3 separate regions of the Mus musculus genome follow, and regions 2 and 3 are each linked to region 1. A link is a contact called in public Hi-C and HiChIP or PLAC-seq data. All regions are on one chromosome and are shown on one strand. The core of a region is the stretch at or near the end of the contact, and the rest is flanking DNA. Distances in the headings are between cores, read along the strand shown.

Region 1 (4,083 bases), core at 899-3,398:
AAGTGAGGGTTTACCAACCTAAGCAAACGCAACAGCCTGATATTGCTGAATCACAAGACACAGAATTGATCTGGTTCTTTCTCGTGGTGCAGCCCTGGCAGAGGACCCTGGGTTTCCTTGCCCACTAAGGAGAGGGCATCTCTGCAGGCCCATGAAAGGACAGCTGAAACAAGTAGGATGCAGATAGAACTTGGAAAAGGATCAAAAGTCAGGCTCCTGTCTCCATCAGCTATGCACAGTTTTAGTTCTTTGATTTTGAGTCCCGTTAACTGACACTCATTAGGCTTTACACAGTGAATGTGTGTCTTCTCCCTGCTCCTGTTTTGAGCATTTCAGTGTGTTAAGAAGCATATCACCATGCATGGGGGTGGCAGCCGAATCATGGTCACATTTACAGACTTGGTTGCAGGCTTTTCATGTGTATAATGTCCTGGTGCTGTTTGTGTCTCTGTCTTACAGACCCACCATGTTCAGTGACTGACATGGAGATGAGCATCATGGCTCATGAAGAGATTACACTAGATGTTTGTGGTTATGTTGAAAATGGTTTTAAGATCCTTAAACTCTACTGAACTTCTGAGTCAGTGCTTGTGGAGGTAACTGCAATGATAAAGAGAAACAAATGGAATTTTAAGGAAATAGGTTTCTCTCTCTTTTTTTTTTTTCCAAGGGAGAAAGCATCAATCTTTTGAAAGCTTTCTCTCTTTTTTTTTTTCTTTCTTTGTTTTTTTTTTTTTTTTTTTCGAGACAGGGTTTCTCTGTGTAGCCCTGGCTGTCCTGGAGCTCACTTTGTAGACCAGGCTGGCCTCGAACTCAGAAATCCACCTGCCTCTGCCTCCCGAGTGCTGGGATTAAAAGGCGTGCGCCACCATGCCCGGCTTGAAAGCTTTCTTAACCCTACCAAAAAAGAAGGTGTAACTATAAATAGATTAATGTGAGCTGGGTATGGTGGTGTATGTCTTTAATCCCAGCACTCAGGAGGTGGAGGCAAGCAGATCTCTGATTTCAAGACCAGACTGATCTGTAAAAGTATTTTTCCCCCCTGATGTAATTGTCATCTCAGAGGCTTACTGCATCCATCTGCTAACCTAGGCCTGGTCCTGGAAGCTTCTAGCCTCTGTACAATCATAATCTAGGCCTAGAATGTTTCCAGCCTCAGAGACTTTCTGCTGAATCAGCTCACCCTTTCTAGTTCTCTCTGAACTCCTGCTGGCTGATTCAACTCAGCTGTCCTGGCTCAGACTCTTCTCCAGGCTCACTGATTCAGTCTGGCTTCTCTCTCTGCATCTGCTGAATGGCTCTGCCTGGCCTCATAGCAAATCTTCTGTCTCCTTGTCATTCTATGGCTCTTTCTGCCTTCACCTCTGTCTAGCTTGTTCTCTTCAACCTGTCTCTCTCTGTAAGACTCTTCCAGTAAAACTGCCTTTTTCATTTTCTGCATTGTCCCTTAAGTAGCTTTCTTTTCCTCTCTCCTGGTGGGGGGCTGTCATATCCTAGTCCGTCAAATCTTTCTCTGATTCATCACGTCTGTCACTCACTTTTAAACATGGGTGGCTTACCTTCATTGATTGGGATTAAAGATGTGTGCTAAGAGCTGAGGTACCACAACCAGCAATTCCCAGGAAATAACAGTCTCGGGTTCACAGTGTAATCAAATATTCTCTAACACTTGTCTACATAGCAAATTCCAGGATAGCTAGAGATACAGAGCTCTTTTCTTTCAAAAAGAAAAGATTACCATGAAGAATCCCTTTTTATAGTAACCTATCAGCATTGGTAAGAGCAGATATGTAGTTCATTCCAGCAACAAGTGCTTGTAACCACTAACCCATCTCTCTAGCCCCTACTGTCTTAATATTTACACATCTGTGGCTACATTCTTTGTTTGTCTACTAAAATAATACTCTGATCATTGAGCACATGTCATGTGCCTAGTGTATGCTGGCCTTAAAAGAATTGTCACCATTTTTATAAGAAAAGAGCATAGTCATCCTGAGCTGCTCAAGCTCAGCCATCAGTGGTGGGGGCTAGAGTCGGGTTCTCGTTTCTCCTTCTGAGCCCACAGCTTCTCTGCCCTGCCCTGCCCTGCCCTGCCCTGCCCTGCCCTGCCCTGCCCTGCCGCCCGCTGTGAATGACTGCTGAAGCACGGTGTGATTCACTCACTCACCAGCAGCTTCTAGCACAGGGCCTGGTGGGAGATGAATGTATCAGTTCAGAAATCTGTTTTCCTTTTTGTTCTTCAGCAATGGCTTAGAAATGTGTGTTTATGATGTTAAAAGCATTTAGAAGGACAGATTCCTATGAATGAAGTATTGACTGAATTTAACATCTTTCTGCTGTTGTTACTGGGGTTTTTGGTTTTTGTTTTTTTCAAGACAGGTTTTCTCTGTGTAATAGTCCTGGATGCCCTGGACTTGGTTTGTAGACCAGCTGGCCTTCAACTCAGAGATCCACCTGCCTTTGTCTCCTAAATGTTGGGATTAAATGTGTATACCCGGCTGAGGCTAACATCTTTATGAGCCTTAGAAAGACTATTTCATTGACATTTTTATTTTACAGTATTGTTGGCTGTGGGGGTTATTTTTTCTCATTTGTAAGGTTTCTGTTGGAAAATTTTCAAATATGTAATCAATATAGAGAATAGTATAATGAGCCTCTGTTCAATACTTCGTAGCTTTTTCCAGAAGTGTTTTTTGTGTTAAGCACCATTGTACCTCAAAGAAAAGTGAAAATAAGACCCCGTGTTCTATGTTTTTGTTGGTTTCCTGGCATGTATTCCACTAGCTGTTGTAGACTGGTTTGACAGTGAGTTGCAGCTCTTAGAGTGAGCTAGATGGCTGTTGTTGATGTGCCAGGACTTGGATAACTCTAATGCATTTAATTAAGTCTCTCTAGCTTTGAAGTAGAGGAGGATTTGCCAGTGTTTGTTTTTTTAATAATTGCCTTGAGAATGGAACTGTATTTTTAAAACAAACATGTAAACAGTACAAGTACTTTCTGAATAAGTATCAAATACACTGTCTTCCAGTGTAGCCCATGCTGCTTGGAATTTGTGATTCTCCTGCCTCAGCTTCAGAAGTGCTGGCATTGCATGTGGGTTACTAAACCTGCCCATCTGTTACTTCTTTGTACAGTGAGGAGAGGTTATTATTGGTGAAAACTACTTTTGTTCTAGAGTTTTCTTTGTAAATAAGCAATTATGTGAGAAGACATTAAGGTGTTCAAGTCACTTCTAGTGGAGGTTTATACAAGTGTTGTATGATCAACAAAATTGTATGTATATCAAACTTTGTTTCCAAAATGAGGCATTAGTTATGGTTAGGGCATGCATGCATGTATCTATCTATCCATCCATCCATCCATCTTAAAACAGAGAGTCTACAAGCCTGTGTAACCCAGGCTTGCCCAGAACTATGTAGCAGAAACTGACACCAAACTCACAGCAGTCTTCTTGCCTTAGCCTTCTTAACATTGGGATTATTCTTATGCATTGCTATGCCTAGCTCTAGATCATTTACCTTTTCAATGTTTTCTTTTTCTTTTTTTGTTTTTGTTTGTTTGGTTTTGTTTTGTTTTTCGAGACAGGGTTTCTCTGTATAGCCCTGGCTGTCCTGGAACTCACTTTGTAGACCAGGCTGGCCTCGAACTCAGAAATCCACCCGCCTCTGCCTCCCGAGTGCTGGGATTAAAGGCGTGAGCCACCACGCCCGGCTTTTTCTATGTTTTCTTATACTTTATTTGTATATGTTTGCATACAAGTGTGTGCCATGCCCATGTGTGGAGGGCCAGGGACCACTTGTGAGCGCGGGTCCATCATCCCTTCTACCTTGAGCACCCAGTGATCAAACTTAGGTCCCCCAGGCTTATCACCAGTCACTTTACCCCTGGGCCATCTCACTAGCCCTTGGACCCTTATTTTAAATAGCTTACTGTTCTGAATGCTGCAGAAGCACATTAAAAAGACTGGTTTGTGTTCTAGCAGCCAAACAGGACATTTAGTACTTAATTATTATTTCTTAACTATACAGCCAGCCCTGAGGATTCAGTGACTTGTACCGTGAGGATCCTGGCCATCCCCTTTAA
Region 2 (4,083 bases), core at 1,012-3,511, 120 kb before region 1:
TTTGTTCTTGGTTTGGTTTGGTTTTGTTTTTTCTTTCTTCCTCCCCTAACACCTCCCCCCCCCCCCCCAGACAGGGTTTCTCTGGGTAACAGAGCCCTAGCTGTCCTGGAACAGGATCTATATATACCAGGCTGACCTTGAACTCAAGAGATTCGCCTGTCTCTGCCTTCTGGGTGCTGGGATTGAAGAGGCATGTGCCACCACTGCCTAGTGAGGTAGAGTTCTTTAATCCACTTACAATTAGGAATATTTTACAAGTACTTCAAGCATACCTACAACACCCTACTGTACACCTGCTCGTTCACCCTAAATGGGTCCACACATGACTTCTCTCCCTGGCACTCTGGGAGACCTAGACATCCAAAGCTGTACCTTCTCTCTCTAAGGTAGCAAACTTAAGCAAAGAGTACTTAAGCACTCAGTAGAGAGTGGATAAACGTATGCCCACATACTTGTCCACCATGAGGGTAAAACATAGATTTGGCAGGAACAAAAAGTCCCTTTGTGCCTTGTCCATCATTGGGAGCTTATCAGTAATAAGGCAAAAACTGAGGTCTGATGGAGGCATATCTTTTCTGCAGTCATGCAGTCACTCAACAAACATGTATTCAAGTCTTTGTGCCAGGCTGTCTGCTGCTCTGATACCTAACTTCGACATGAGCTCTTGAGTTTGTTTTATTGGCAGTTGACAGAGTAACCTTCATCTCAATATGCCAAGACAATCCCATTTAACATCTACTGTTATGGCTTGCATTTCTTCAACAGTGAGCCAGAGTCAGAAATACCACTCTATAGTTAGGAGCTACTCTGGGTCTTGATTGTTTTTTTTTTTTTTTCTTTATTACGGAAGAAAAAAAAATATCCATGCTAGTCGATTTTTCTATGTGTCTAGACCTGGTTAGCCTTGAATTTGTGATTCTCCTGACTCAGCCATCTGAGTGCTGAGATTACAGACCAGGCTCAGGATTGTTCTTTCATTTTCAATACAAATAGATTAAATGGTTATGGACAGGGAAGCAGCTGGAGACAAGCCTGGGATAAGCTATTGAGACTGTACAACAGCCTCCATCATGCCAAGACTGTGGCTATTTAATGTATACACAAGAGGGAACGTTAGAAACTCTTGAGGAAGTAGTAGATGGTCAAAGTACCGTAGTAGTGTGTTACCTGGATTACGAATGTAAAATTTAAAAGCGCAGGCAACAGGCCATGCCAAAAGACTGCCTAAAGCTATAAATAAAAGTTGTCACAGAAGAAAATAGTAACAAATATTCTATCTCATTGTTTGCCTTGTGTGTCCTTAGAAGGTCCAGCAACACATCCATGCCCCCTGGGCAAGCGCTAATTCCCTGGTGTGTGGTCTTGGGCCCACACCGCAAGGCTGGTCCTCAGAAAGCTCTGGTTCGCCGCCTTAACTGTCTGTAGCATAAAGATTGATCCTTGGGGTTTTGATCGGTTCTTAATGTCAACATTTAAAGCACAGTATTTACTCGTTACCAGGATCTTCTGGCAGTAAAGACCGAATCCTAACTCACTCGCCTCCTCCACATCACCCATCTATTGCATCATTGGAAATCAAGGCTTTCTCAGGCCGCGACTTGTAAAATTCAAGTCAGGTAAAATGGCAGCAGAGGCGGCGGCAGGAGCCTGACCCTCAACTTGAGAGCAGAGCGCGCGCTCCCAGCAGCAGCTGAAGGAAGCGCTGAAATCAACAGGTCGGGCGCCCCCGCCCGGGAGCGTTCAGACCCCGGCGCCGCGCGAGGACCCGGTAGGTCACTTCGGTAGCCTAGAGAGGCGAGGCCGCCGGCGATTCTGGACAAGGGACCTTTCCCGGCCGCGGGGCTCAGGCTCCGGCCCTCGGTCCCGGGGTGACTAGACAGCCGTACCCCACCCGCCCGGCGGACACCTCGCGGAACTTCCACAGAAAGCGACACAGAAGTCGAGTCCAGAACGGTTCCGCAAAAGCCCATAGGGTCCAAGGAGGCTCAGGCTGGCCCGGGCTGCTCTGCCTGGCCCCGTGGGACGCTCCTCGGCGTGAAGGACAGCCCTGCCCACCCTCCGTGCCAGCGGAGGCTCCGCATCCCTCCCACGCCCGCCGGTGCCCGCCGGTGCCCGGACCAGCCCGCTCTGCCTGTCCTCGCACCTCGTCCGCGTCCAATTCCACTCGGCTGCCCACGAGCGCCATGTTCCCCTCCGCGGCGGCCGCACACCCACAGGGAACTCAGAACCGACTCTTTTCTGGCTCTGGGTTCAGCCCAGCACGGGTGGAGGAGGAACCAGGCGGCCCCGAGCGACCGGACCGAGCTGTCCCCGCCCCCGGCGCCGCGGTATCCACTGCGCACCCAGTACCCCAGCGGATGCCAGGCTAATGCCCCGCCCCCTCGCCGGATAGCCCCGCCCCGGCACGCGGCCTCCTTAGAGAGCAGCCAACCAGGTTCCGTGGGGAGGAGTCACCCACAGAGTCAGCGGGTGCTCGGGAAAAGGACCTCTGGGGTACTGGCCTCCCTAGAGGATTGGCAGGAGCCTGGCGCCGTGACTGGAGCGCGCAGAGCTGACAACCCAAGGTCGTGGCTGCGCTCCCTCTGTGGCTAGTGGTCCACCTGGTCCTTGGTCTGGAACCAGAGCGTTTACTTCGCCCAGAGGACAGAGCATCTGACAGATGCAGCTAGAGGACAGCTATGGGTCACTGGTCACCTAGAGGCATCTGACACATCACATGCCCAAGTCGCTGTGTCAAGAACATCCTCTCCAAGAGATAGGAGCTCTGTTTTGCCTCTGTGTTTGCGAAGTAACGGCTTCGGTGTAACTCAGAGCCCTGTACATCTCCCAGCACGGTCCAGGTTTTTATTGCTACACCATCTCTCACTCAGCCTTCTGTAAATCCAAATAGACATAATTTGTGCTTCAATTATCCATGAGGATAAGGATGCTGTCTTTTTCTATGCTATATCCCTAGAACCTAGAACAATGTTTTTTGACTGTATTTAGAAATTGATTCCTGTTTCTGACTTGCAAAATAACTGAGCTATCCAACTGGGAAAAAAAAAGTTAAAACTATAAATATTTAGGGTTGAGAGTCAGTTTTATTTTAAACTCCCCTAACGGTGTAATTTGGTAACAAATGTTACAAGACACCCCACTCATATAGAGCATCCCAAAAATGTCCTATCCCTGTTCTGTGGTGTCCCCAGACACCAAACTTCTATCGTTGCTATCACCCCATCTCTCCCCACTTTGTTGTATGCAGTCATTTACATACTCAGTATCTATCTGATTTATGAAATACGGCTTATCGGTCTGTAAACATAAAAACAGGAAACTAATTGTAATTGAGAACTAATCGTGTACTAGGACTATGCTGGGGCCCTTGTATGTTTTGTCTCACTTATTCTCATAGGAAGAGGGACACTGTTTAGTAAGAGTTTAAGTCACTTTCCTAGGGTCAGGCTGCTAAGTAAAACAGTGATGCCAGAATCAGAAACGCAGTCTGGCGGCAGCACCTGGCTAATAGCCGGTCTCTCTGTGACTACAGCCAACCTTCTTTTCTCCCTGTGGATTTCAGGAGACTAGCTGAGAGGAGGCCTATTAACACACATTTCCCAGGAGTCACCATGGCATCCTTGATACCAGCTTCATGATGTTATTGTCTCCAAGTGTCTTTGACACAGCAGCAGTTAAGACCAATGAAGGTAAAAACTCCTCCTGGTCAAGAGAATACTAGATATTAATCTGGTTGGAGAATTGACATTTTTGTAAGGCATGTCAATCATCTGGCTAAGACACTGCCCCTTAGAAGGCGGGTTCTTCTGTAGCCACGTTAAAAAGGTAAGTGGAATGCTTCTTTCTTTAATGAGATAATGCACTGTACATACACACAGTCTCTTACAGAGCAGCCGGCATGCAGTTTCCTGAGTCTGCCCGCTTTTCCGAGTTACTCAGAAAAGCTAAACTTTTCCTTTTCTTCTCTTTTCTAAGCCTATGGTCTCTAAGCATAGCTCCTCCCCATCGTGGGTCTCACCTCCATGATGAGTTGGTTTTTGGTTTTTGTTCGTTTTGGGTTTTTTTTTTTCCTTCTCCTTTTGC
Region 3 (4,083 bases), core at 511-3,010, 86 kb after region 1:
GCTTTTTTTTTCCTGTCCCAATTCGTTGTTACTTTGGTGAATCTATTACTCTACTTTCTTACACTAGACTTTACATGCTCCACAAATCGCTTCCCTGTACTCAAGGTTGACGAGCAGATCTTTTCTCTGATCCCTGTGGCATTTGTACTTTATAGCTGGTATTTTTATTACCTAGCTCCATGCTGGGCACATGTGCTGTACTCTACGCATGCTAAAGACAGAGTAAATGAACTTTGTAAGGATTCATGTCAAGCAGCTTTTCTTTAAAAAGTGTACAATGTAATAGATCAGTTATGTTTGCAATGTAACACTCCCTTCTGTGATGTTCCTAAAACACGATGAGCTGATGTGTGTGTGTGGCCCATGATTTGTAACCCCAGTGTTCCGGAGGCTATGGCAGGGGATCCAGAATTTGGGGCCTGATTGGGCTACATAGGGAATTAAAAAACCCCACCCAGACAAAACCAAGAAAGCAAAACAACAACAAAATCACTTCCCTCCAAACAAAAATCTTTCAAATAACAAAACTAAGCCGTATACAATTTAAAAAAAAACTCTCATCTTCCAGGACTGTCAGGCCACACAGAGAAACCCATGGTGGTGGTGAATGTAATCTTATTTATTGTAATTCTCCATTTGATTCCTAAGTAGAGAGGGCTACTTTTGTTTCCTTCAGTTTGTTTTCGAAGCAGTTATCTCTTCTGGCTAAAGCCTTAAGAAGCAAGGAAAACCTTTTAAAAACCAAACAACTGACCTCAAACCAATTAAAGTTTCTCAGCAGTGCAAGAACCAAAGTTTTAATCTATTTGCTCTTAGGACTGTTAACTTTCCAGAGCGAGAGCAGGCGAGAACCCCAACACCTGGTTCAGGCTGATTACAACCAACCCCGGACAAGTTTAGCATAAAAGGCTCATTTTGTATGAACACTTGTGGAAAGAAGGTAGTGGCGGCAGGGATAAAAACCTTTCATCAAAATCCTGCCATTTCGCATTGTTCTTTAGGGAATAGGCTTTCAAAAGCCAAGGAACAAAAGAGGATTTGCTTTTCCAATCCTCTGAAGCGGCTACAGGGCGAACCAAAGCTCTTTATAAATTGTGGGCGAGGAGGGGGAGGGGCTGAAATCTAGCAGAGATGGAGCTCAAGGCGAGGCTCCAAGGCCTTATTTGCCAATGAATCCGGTTCTGCATTATTTGTAATCAAAGACGCTCAGCAGCATCAGAGCACCGACCTACATTCTATCCACCCAAGCCAAAATACAAAAGAAATCGATGGGAGGAGGAGACTGCAGGAGGAGGGCGCTGAGAGTCTGCCACCTGTGCCGAAGCCCAGGCACTCTCCCTGGGGACCCTGGCATCGGCCGCGGTCCTAGCGGGTTTCTCGGGCCGAGAGCCAGCTAAGAAGACGTTTACAGAGCAGGAACAGGCTGCTGCCCTTTTCCGAGGCTGGAAATGTGCACGCCACTCGGTTGCGGGAGTTCTGAAACAAGGAGAAGGCACAGCATGCCGGCGCTGGAGCGCGCATGGGGTGGAACGCGGCCCCGAGCCACCCGTGTGCTTTGCGCACGCGTACCCCACCCCTGGCGCATGCGCAATATACCCCGCCTGCCGCGGGAGCGCGCGCGGTTGCGGGCCGGCGCTTCTCTTCCAGCGCGAGCCCGCGTTCTCTGAGTACGCGCGTATCCTGGAGCTGGGGCTCGGGCGGCGGGCGGGACGCTGGGGACGCGGAGGCGAGGGGCGGGCCTGCCGGGGCGGGGCCAGGGAGGCGGAGAAAGTCGCGGCTGCCCAGAGCCTCGTCGCGTGTTCCGGGCCCCCGGAAGTGGCCGTTGTAAACTTCACCTCGTAGACTTTCTCCATCCTGGCCCTAGAGTCCATCGGCTTTCCCCAGTTGTCACTCTTTCTCCTGAGAGTTGCCTGACCTCCCACTCACCCCGAGACCTGAAGCTGCCTGGGGGTCGTGGGTGTGCAGGCTGGACCACGCGAGTCCGAGGTAACTGCGGGCTGTGGGTGCAATGGTGACTGGCGCCCGGGACCGGGAGGTGCTGAGAGGAGACTGGGCTTGCAGAGAGGACCCGGCTGAGGGCTGCTAGCTGGTGCTGACACGCCTCCAGCTCAGCCTCCAGCCTCCAGCCTCCAGCTCAATGGCCAGGGCTCTCCGCCCACCTTGAGGAAGCCGAGCATCTTCGCTGTACTCCGAGGACCGGTGGGGACTAGAGTCCTCGGAGCTCTTTGGGATCAGTACCCAAGGATCACTTTTTTTTTTTTCGTGTTTTACCTTCATTTTATTTAAATGCCTACCACACTTTAGGCACCCTACAAACGTTTGATAAGCAAAACAATGAGTTATGCAACTTCTGCCTACCACCCACCTTGGGACTTAGAAAAGTCAGCTGTGAGTTTAAAGCTGAATTTTGCGTACAAGCACACACCCCCCCCCCTTTGACTTTTTAATCATTTACGATATTCATATTAATCAAATACATAACTTAGAGACGATATCAAACAGCTTCTAAGATTTTGCACGTTGATGTTTTATACTTTTCCTAGTATTGGAGAAATGAAACTACCGTTTTGTTATTTGTATTTATCAGTGCTTAGTAACGACCAAACTGTGATAGAGCCGGAAATGCAATCCTTTCCAGTTAAAGGCAGAGGAATGCAGGCAGTGCAGCGGGATTCTAGGGAAAGTGAAGGCGGCTGTTTTAGCTTGGAGCTTGTGTGTAAATCCTGGCTCAGCCATTTATTAGCTGTGACAGGCAAATCACCTGTCGCCTGGACCTTAGGTTCTTTATGTCAAATAAGCAGAGTGGGCTTAGTCTTTCAGGCTCCGTTTACTTTTTGTTTGTTTGAGTTTCTTTGTCTTAGGCGTGTTTTATGGACAGAATCACACATCTCCTTCACCTCTCTTCTTTTTTCAGAGATGGGATGAAAGGTGGTTGAGACTGAACAAGAATCATGGGCACAAAAGTGTTCTGCTATTTGAGCTGCACTCAGCTCTGAAGTGCCCCCTTGCCAAATGAACCGTGTAACTGCTGATAGTCCCACACAGGTGTCACGACTAATGAATGCAAAGCTGCATAGACAAAAAAAAAAAAAAAAAAAAAGTGGATTTAGTGTTAGGGAATCAAGCCCTTTCCTCTCGATGAGTAAAGAAAAAAAAAAATAGCATTTGGTTAGACACCCAAACTGAGAAGGTAGTGGAAGTGCTGTGACACAGGTTGCATTCCTTTCATCTTTAAACAAGAGCGGAAAGGGTCGAGGGGCTGACTTAAATAGTTGATGAAACCTGATGCTTGTTGGTGAGTTGGTGTTCATCAGTTTAAAGGGGCGGGGGTGGGGTGGGGGTGGGCAGGAGAAGCTAGGCTGTGCGCCCAGAGAGGCATAGGCGGTTCCAGATAAGCATGTTTTCTTGGTACAGAATCATTAGAAGTCATCAAGATGTGAGTATGACTTTTAATTCTTGTAGTGAGTATCTTGGTACAAATCATTCAATCTCTGGGAAACCCAGTTTTCCCGTCTGTGAAATGGGCAAATAGTCTCTGGAGATTAAGGGATGGATGGTGGGATCAAGCATGCGTAGTTAGTTGCGTGTGTGGCACATAGTAAGTGTTCCATACTGGGCCCTGACTCTTCATCCAGCCCCTTTCTCTCTGAGCTGTGTGACTGAGAGGTGAGCATGCGGCGAAGGGACAGAAGAGGGCTTGAAGGGTAGGAAAACTCGTGCTAAGATGGCCAATGAGTCGGAAAAGGCTGGGGTGATGCACCCACTTTGCTTTTGCAAAATGTGGGGTAAAATTTGTTCTTTAAGGAAAGTTTTTTTTTTTCCTTTTTTTTCCTTTTTATTCAGTCTCAGTAGAGACTGTCAAAAATTGCCAATGCCGACTTTATTTCAAGTCATCATGGCAGGGTATTGGGAAAAGTTTTCAATTAGCAATAATTGCGCCTCGGATAAACCTCATGGACTACAATACAGCCAATTCGCAAAGCTAAGGAAAGTTTTCTTCAAGTGTGGTTTAATTATTTAATTATTTATTTATTTATTTTTTACCTTGCTTGAGTTGTCTGTCTTTTTTATGGTTCTGGGAAA

What was found. A called contact is a pair of places that touch in the nucleus more often than the background predicts. HiChIP or PLAC-seq counts read pairs in DNA pulled down with a chosen protein or histone mark.
Region 2: a Hi-C map of embryonic stem cells shows a contact between it and region 1, with 2.5 times the contacts expected there. The contact joins the promoter of Ttc39b here to the enhancer-like site in region 1. A contact is called at or near these places in 2 of 39 promoter capture datasets (macrophages and second pharyngeal arch cranial neural crest), 22 of 484 Hi-C or Micro-C datasets (the C2C12 cell line, CD8 T cells, LSK cells and 10 more), 6 of 115 datasets of contacts at active chromatin or transcription factors (bone marrow-derived macrophages, embryonic stem cells, neural tube and 1 more) and 2 of 9 other capture datasets (adipose tissue and liver).
Region 3: a contact with region 1 is called in an H3K27ac HiChIP or PLAC-seq map of embryonic stem cells, with 7 read pairs. The contact joins the promoter of Ccdc171 here to the enhancer-like site in region 1. A contact is called at or near these places in 1 of 39 promoter capture datasets (macrophages), 1 of 15 datasets of contacts at CTCF or cohesin (CD8 T cells), 4 of 484 Hi-C or Micro-C datasets (B cells, centrocytes, cortical neurons and 1 more), 2 of 115 datasets of contacts at active chromatin or transcription factors (both in embryonic stem cells) and 4 of 9 other capture datasets (adipose tissue, embryonic stem cells, liver and 1 more).

The regions. Positions count from the first base shown.
Region 1 is chr4:83,437,128-83,441,210 of GRCm38.p6, forward strand. All of the region lies in intron 5 of Snapc3 (small nuclear RNA activating complex, polypeptide 3), which reads left to right. Among named protein-coding and RNA genes, the nearest start is that of Snapc3, 21 kb to the left of the region's middle. Within about 2 kb of position 2,149, at least 65 of the 459 cell types and tissues checked have an H3K27ac peak or open chromatin away from gene starts, as enhancers often do. A contact at or near this core is called in the C2C12 cell line, the MC38 cell line, the N1E-115 cell line and 4 more, where this site is marked.
Region 2 is chr4:83,321,928-83,326,010 of GRCm38.p6, forward strand. Ttc39b (tetratricopeptide repeat domain 39B) reads right to left here and starts at 2,262. Exons shown (of 20, transcript NM_027238.2): 1 at 2,144-2,262. The coding sequence starts at 2,185. It overlaps Gm42306 (a long non-coding RNA gene), which reads left to right and starts at 843. Exons shown (of 3, transcript XR_881382.3): 1 at 843-2,840; 2 at 3,563-3,825.
Region 3 is chr4:83,523,785-83,527,867 of GRCm38.p6, forward strand. It overlaps Ccdc171 (coiled-coil domain containing 171), which reads left to right and starts at 1,761. Exons shown (of 26, transcript NM_001355378.1): 1 at 1,761-1,986. It overlaps Gm25899 (a small nuclear RNA gene), which reads right to left and starts at 3,984; the gene lies at 3,844-3,984.